Linked DNA regions of Anas platyrhynchos: region 2 is linked to region 1. The links are chromatin contacts, called in public Hi-C maps. All regions are on one chromosome and are shown on one strand. The core of a region is the stretch at or near the end of the contact, and the rest is flanking DNA. Distances in the headings are between cores, read along the strand shown. Region 1 has its middle 5.0 kb from the start of PSEN2. Region 2 overlaps ITPKB (inositol-trisphosphate 3-kinase B).

The links. Hi-C and Micro-C count contacts between places; a contact is called where the count stands out from the background.
Region 2: a contact with region 1 is called in a Hi-C map of subcutaneous adipose tissue, with 1.9 times the contacts expected there. The contact joins two enhancer-like sites. A contact is called at or near these places in 3 of 8 Hi-C or Micro-C datasets (F1 follicle, skeletal muscle and subcutaneous adipose tissue).

The regions. Positions count from the first base shown.
Region 1 is chr3:19,946,035-19,949,580 of IASCAAS_PekinDuck_T2T, reverse strand. No RefSeq gene overlaps it. Among named protein-coding and RNA genes, the nearest start is that of PSEN2, 5.0 kb to the right of the region's middle. Within about 2 kb of position 1,945, at least 2 of the 8 cell types and tissues checked have an H3K27ac peak or open chromatin away from gene starts, as enhancers often do. A contact at or near this core is called in subcutaneous adipose tissue, where this site is marked.
Region 2 is chr3:19,993,394-19,996,939 of IASCAAS_PekinDuck_T2T, reverse strand. The region is part of intron 2 of ITPKB (inositol-trisphosphate 3-kinase B); the gene reads right to left. Among named protein-coding and RNA genes, the nearest start is that of ITPKB, 33 kb to the right of the region's middle. Within about 2 kb of position 1,624, at least 5 of the 8 cell types and tissues checked have an H3K27ac peak or open chromatin away from gene starts, as enhancers often do. A contact at or near this core is called in subcutaneous adipose tissue, where this site is marked.

The DNA.
Region 1 (3,546 bases), core at 696-3,195:
CACAGGGCTGTTTTGCAGGAGACCAGTCAGTGATTTCAGACTACATTACTGAGCACAGATCCAAATTCTGATGCAGCATCTCCCTTTGTTCAAGTGCTCACGTAGACTCCATCACAGCATGTTCTCTACCCTGCTATTTTCCCCTTCCCCTGAAATTAGGACCACACTGTCTCCATTGGTGCTGTGCAAATAAGCAGTTCCTCTTGTGGATTTAAGGAAAAGCAACTACATCTCCACAGATATTACAGGCATTTTGGAAAACCCATATCTTGTATTCAAAATAATGTTTGTGGCTTTTATCTATTTGCAATGTCCTTTCCTCTGTTGGGTGATGACTTTCTGCCAGGCTAACTTTGGCAGTGTCAGATTTGCATGCCGTTCTCTTTTATTTCTTTCTCTGACCATTGTCTCTCACTGTGTGAGCTGTTAAATAGCAGCTGTGCTTCAACCTACCCCTGGCCAAAATGATCTCCAGGCTCAAACAGGACTTTGGGGGACAAACACGGACAGGCTTAAATCGATAGAGCTTATGCACCTGCAACAGCCAGCTCTGGCCTGTCTGTGAGAATTGCAGCACAAGTGTTTCACGAAGACTGTTTTTGACCAAGGGTGTCACCCAAAATGTCTGCAAAGTTTTCCTGCTCTGGAAACACATGCTGCTGTTAGATGAAAACAGCTGTGAGATGTACAGTGATACCGCTGGGACAGCATGGGAGGAACACCAAGGTGATCTGGGTGAGATACAGCAATGCAATGGAAAATGGCAAGCGCAACTGCATTTGTGAAAAATTACAGATAAGGAGTATGATTCATTAGCAAAGTGTAAGACCTTGCAGAATTTAAAAATAAAAATCTTCCGAAGTTCTTCTTGAAGCAATTTTTGGTTGTCACATGGTGATGAGGGGGGGAAGTTATAAAGAAGATGAGGAGGTGCTAGTTATTAGCATTTCCTTAATTTGAGACCTAAGCTTGAACCTCCTCAATACAAAAAGCTTTTTTTTTTTCTCTCTCTCTTTTTTTTTCAACTTATGGTTTCATTGTACAAGAAGAAAAATAAAAACCCTAAGGTTTCGAAAAGCTGCGGTGGTTTAACCGTAAATTTGACTTAGAACTCCTTTGTCTGATCAGTAGGAAACCCATGTGAACTCTCTTATTTATCTTAAAATGAAATAAACTCTTCAGCTACTGCACAACTGAAAATCAAACTGGCTTGAACCAGTTTAACTGAGTTGTTTCAAAACCTAATTCAAGGCTTGATTAAATGGTATTAATGCAAAGTTAAATAAACTACATGCCTGAGAAGGCTATTTTAGGAATGGCCACTCCTGCTGAAGGGGAAGGGTTTAAAAACAAACTTAATTAATTTACTTTAAAAGTTATTAAAATAAACTATTCCAAGTGCTTCCATGTAAAGAAACTTACAGAAGTATGACAGCGGATCCCTTGGAAAGCTGCTGCTTAACATGAAGACAGGAGTAAATTTAAGAAACAGAGGGAAATAAAGCCTTGTGGGTTTTGTTTTTTAACAAAAAACAAAATAGGACGTTTCCCCCTTACCCTACAGGGGAACGACAAATATATTTTTGCTGCATTCTCTGATTTCTTGCTTTTGCTGCTACAGTTGTAGCTCCAGCAATGGGCACACTAGCCACAATACAACAGCAGCAGCAGAAACTAGCAGAGCTAAAACCAAGCGTGTGAATAGCATGGTGTAATCTGACAAACAACTGGTCTCAGAACAACAGCTCTGGTAGTGCCAGGAGCTTTGCAACATGAGACATTTCACAGATTAGTTCTCCACAGAGGGCTATAGGTGCACCTAATGTATTTCGCAGGAATCTGATGACAATAAAATCTCCAAGGATTATCACAATGTGTAACAGAGTTCAGACTGGAATTGTGCTCGTGTCAAACAGCTAATCCAACTGCAGAGATGTCCGTGCACAGAAGGCCTCTGCCCCCTAGTGTATACAGTGAGACTTTCTGTTATAGGATATGGAGCAGTCTGCCTCCTTGAAATACAACGTGGAAACACTTATTTCAATGTTAATGTATAACTTACACATCTCACCCACATCCTCCCCATGGTGGCTACACGAGCAGAAGGCCCAAATAAATGGTACAGGTTCATCTGCACTGTTATGGGGAACACCTTGCTTTGTCTGCCATCTGCATTCCTAAAAGATGTTAGGCACGTGTTTTCCTTTTCTCTAGGAGTGACCTAATTTCAGCCAAAGTCACTATTGATTTATCATCGACTTCAGAGCAGCGCTAACTCAAAGGATTTTTAGTCATGCAAACAGATCTGCTGACTTCTTGGAGTCTGGTATTGCCTGAAGGATTTGTCCTGAAATCTGGAAAGCAAAAGAGATACCAATAGCTTTAAAGGCATAATACTCCATTGCAGGTTAATGCATTTGCCTCCTAAGAAGGTACTTGATTTATTTTACTTTATTTATTTAGCAGAACTGTACAAAACACACATATGAGGAGACAGGACAAGCTGTTTGAATGAGCAAGACGTTGCTGATACTACATTGATCTGGATGTATCACTGTTTGCTTTCTGACCGCAGACCTCATCAGATTTAATTCCCCTTCTGCTGCCAATACCTTGGCCTTGTCTGTTTGATTCCGATCTCATGTTTAACTCATTTCTACATACATTAGAAAGCAGCCACCTACACGGTTTCTATGATGCTACAAATGCTGGAATCAATGGACCATGAGACTTAGGTCTGTGTAACACCATGGGAGACATGTTCAGCATGAACACTCATAACAGTGTCAGCTGCCCACTGGTCAGTATCTTCTTACAATTTAAATGAAACCATTCCATAGCTGGCACTCCATCATGAGCCCTGACTGCATGCTAAATAATTTAACAAATGAGTAGACTTCCTTAAGTTGTGAGGAAGAGGTTTACTTTGTTATTCAATAATCAACTTCCCTTGAGGGACTAGAGATTTACTGAGTGGAGTAGACCAAGCAAGACTCTTTCAAAGTACTGTCTATTCTAGTATAAAACCTCAGATACACTAGGCCTGGCCCTACTCATATCTTCTGGATAAGCATAAGAGGTTATTTATTTATTTATTAGAGATGGTGTTGTATCTGTTTCCATTTGAAAGCCAAGGGAACATTTCTGTGTTTGAATTTTTATCAGTAGTTCTATTTGCAGCTTTTGTACCTCCTGAAATAAAACAGTCACAATTCCTTGCATATATTTGGATGGTTGTAACAGTTTATGACCAAAAGCTCCCCAGGACCTCCTACTGTAAAGCTGTAAGTACAAAAATTGAACAAAGTAGGGCAATTCCACAGCATGTCCTTCTTGTGGTTTAACCCAGCTGGCAGCTAAGCACCACGCAGCTGTTTGCTCACCCTCCCTGTGCAGTGGGATGGGGGAGAGAATCAGAAAAAAAGTAAAAGCTTGTGGGCTGAGATAAAGACAGTTTGTTAGGACAGAAAAGAAAGAAAATAATAATAATAATAAAAGCATGACACCATATGGAATGGAATGTACCTTTGGCCAGTCTGGGTCAGC
Region 2 (3,546 bases), core at 375-2,874, 48 kb before region 1:
CGCGCTGCTGCCGTCGCCCCGCCAGCACCCCGGCAGGGTGGCAGGGGGAGAAGCCATCACGGCAGAAGGCAGGGAGGTTTCTTGCTAGCGAGGAGCTGCCGCTTGGGTTCTGCCTTTGAAGCTGTGGTCGGTGAGCAGGGCTGGCAAAGCTGCTGCACCCCCTAAAGCCCTCAGGGGAAGGGACAGGGTCCCAGGAGCCCCCTGAAGCACACCCGACGATGTTCAGGCAGGAATGCCCTGCCCCAGCCTCAGCTCAGAGCCTCCCTCGGGACCCCAAATAACCCTGCAGGGCTGAGGCTGGCAAAGGCACATGGGGGGGGATTGCTGGGACTCAGCACAGGGGGAACCTTGTGTGAGGAGAGCCCACCTCCTGAGCAGTGCCATCCCCTTCCCTGGGTGCTGGGAGAGAGCAGCGCGGTGGTGCTGTCACCGTGCCCCATGCATGTCACCCACGGGTCACCCAGGCAATTTTAATCACCTAGAGATCTGAAAAAGCAGGTTGCTCCTTTTAGCACATGGCACGGCACGGTGGCTGTGCACATAACTCCAGCACCAGCCTCTGGGCACGGGGTTAGCGAGGAGCTGAGTTACCCATGAGCCGTGGCATCCTTTCGAGAAGCAGAAGTCACAGTTTTTATATGAAAATCCAGACAGCCTTTCCCAGAACAGCCCTGTTAAATTTGAAGAGGAGGCTCAAGCCATTTTCTGGTCAAAAAAAAAAGAAAAAGAGAAAATAAGAAGGGTAGGAGGCTGTTATATCTAGCCATATAATCACTCAGGCGCTGGCGGAAGCAATACAATGAACCCATTATAAACATGGGTGGAACAAAGACAGAGCTTAGCTCATTGTGTCTTGGTGTTTCTAATTATATTTTATCTTGAAGGAAGAGCAAGGGAGAAGAGAAATTAGTGTAGGGAAGGCGCCTGGTTCTCCATATGACTGGGGCTTTGCAAGCCCACGATCTCCGAGGCTGCGGCTGTAGGCAGCAGCGAAGTCCTCTTGCTTCAGGAGATCATGCTTAGTGCTGAGGGAAGCAGAAGAGGAGGCAGAAAAATTTAGTCATCTCCCCTCAGACATCTTGTTTTGCTGCTCGTTTAGCAGCACGCGAAGGACTTAGTCACTAGATCTCCGACGGGGTATTTTTAGTGTTTTTTTTTTTTTTCAGTAGAAAATGAGAGAAAAAGGAGGCTCCTTCCCAATGCGGTGGGGGTGAGCTGGGTGCAGTGAGAAGTTAAATGGCTGGGACCTCACCCGACAGCTCAGCGCCCGCTGCAGATGCTCGGGGGAGTGTTTGTAGCCTGCAGGAGCCCACTGGCCCCTCCGTTCAGCAATGAATTTTGCAAGAAACACAAGTGCTGAATGCAAACGTTATCAATAGCTGCCATGCACAGTTCCTTGAATTCCCCGCCCAGTGCTCAGACCCAGCACCCACCTCCTTCCCCTACCAGAGAACAAGCGTGGGGGCAACCCGGTGCATTTTGCGACCAATTCAGGAGGGGTTTTGGTGGGCTCAGAAGGCACCCAGGCGGCTCACGGCTTCCTATTGCTTAATCTTGACTACAGAGCAACCTTACGAGGTCTTCGTTACTTGTTGACATTTGGTGCTACAGCAAAACACACCTTGTTAATGCACAAATAGGAAGCACTGAGGCAGCTTTGAAGAGATTCGGTGTTTTTCCTGTACTGATACGAGCATGATGGCCCAGTGCCTGCTGCATCTGCTCCTGCTTTGAAGACGGATGAAATCCCTCACCGAGCTCCCGAGCTCCCGCTTTGTTAGCACCCAGCAGGCTGCGGGGACAGCAGCAAGCCCTGCTATTTCCTTATTTTCCCTGGCCACATCGGCGAGGGCCGGGGGAATGCTGAACGCTGCGTTTCACCGCTGCGCGAGACGGACAGCCCCGCACACCTATCACCGAGCCGAGCGCAGGCGGAGGTTGCCAAGACAGCCAGTGACGCACAGCTGGCCCCACTTCTACATTTTTCCATGACACAGAGTTGAAGCTTGCAGAGCAGGAGGCGGCTTTCTCGAGCAAGCTATCAAGAGATCAGCAAGACGCAGCAGGATCCTGCGGGGCACGCCGTGCTGCAGCTAAATGAAGAAGCAGAGAAAGGAGCCAGAAATGAAGGGTAGGAGCGTGCGCGGGGTTCAGATCTCGCTTGGGAAGTGGTGCAGCCACTGCTACACCCCCCAGAGAGCCCCAGCGCAGAGCGAGGTGTTGGTATGAAATGAGAAATCCCCGGCTGTTCTCACTGGGGCAGCCCTGTGCCTCGCAGTGCGGGCAGAAAGCAGCAGGCAGCAGCCAAGGAACCACAGCGTGAGCAGAAACATGACCCAGTCACGGCTCCAGAGCTGCCACTTGTGTCTCCCAGCTCTGTCACTGGTGTCCCTGGGGGGCAGGTCTCTCCAGGAGACGTCCGTCTTGTCCCTGTGCAGGCAGCTCCTGCCCCACAGTGCAAATCCCCCAGCACCACCACGGGCAGCCTCGGCGCTCAGCAGCGTGGCTCCACACACAGCCTCCTCCCACTGCAGTCAGGGATCAAACCACACAAATAACAACACCAACCAAACCAACCCAAACCCAAAGGCATCTCCAAGGGGTAGGGTTGCTCCTGTTGTTGGTTGGGAATGGAAAGAGGCTACACAAAGGTAATCTCACCTGCGAGATGCATGATAAAATCTCCCCACATCTGCCCCGGAGATTTCCACTCCGAAAAGCCAGCCCTGTTCTCTACGGAAGGGTGCTGAGACTTGCACCATCTCAGGCTGAGTAACACCGAGATCAATTAGAGCTCACGGTACCTGTCAGTGCTTTACCTGGGGGCTAGATACCTTCTGGTGACTTTGCCTCCACTGCGAGCACTGCTTGGCAGGTGGAAGAGAAGACTCTGCAGGGATAATGCGAACAAAGCCCCAGCTACGTGCAGGGCTGCTGGGGCCCTGCCTCTCGGGGGATGCAATGCCCAAGGTTCCTCAGCCTTACAAGGAGTAAGGAGTGGAGATGTGCAGAAAGCAAGCTGTGCCACTTTGCAAACGCACTGTCCCTGTCACACAGAAAGCTGCCAACAGCAGGGTTTGCATTTTTTTTGCATGGAACCACTTCGGATTCACCGCTCCTTCACCTGCACAAACAGCAGGACCCTCTGTGTTAAAAACAAGGCATGAAGTTACAAGAGAAAGCAGCACTCCAGACATGTCAGGAATTACTGAAAAGGCTCTGTTTGCTCTCACAAAGCAAAGATCTCGCAGCTGTTGCCACCACAAGCAATTTGGGTCACAGTGACAGCGCCATCAGTGGAGGGAGGAGGCTCACACGTCCCCAGCACTGCGCTGGCACTGCGTGGCTGGGATGTGCAGCAGCACGTTCACAGCTCTGTACAAGAGCTATGCAAATATTATGGCTAAATCCTTCCCGTTCTCAATCCCAAACGTAATTGCCAATGCAAAGACCATGCAGCTCCTGCACTCCCAGCTAGGGGCTGGCTGCCCACAGTGTGGTCACCTCCATGCGGTGACGGGAAGGGAGGGACCCTCAGCACCCGGC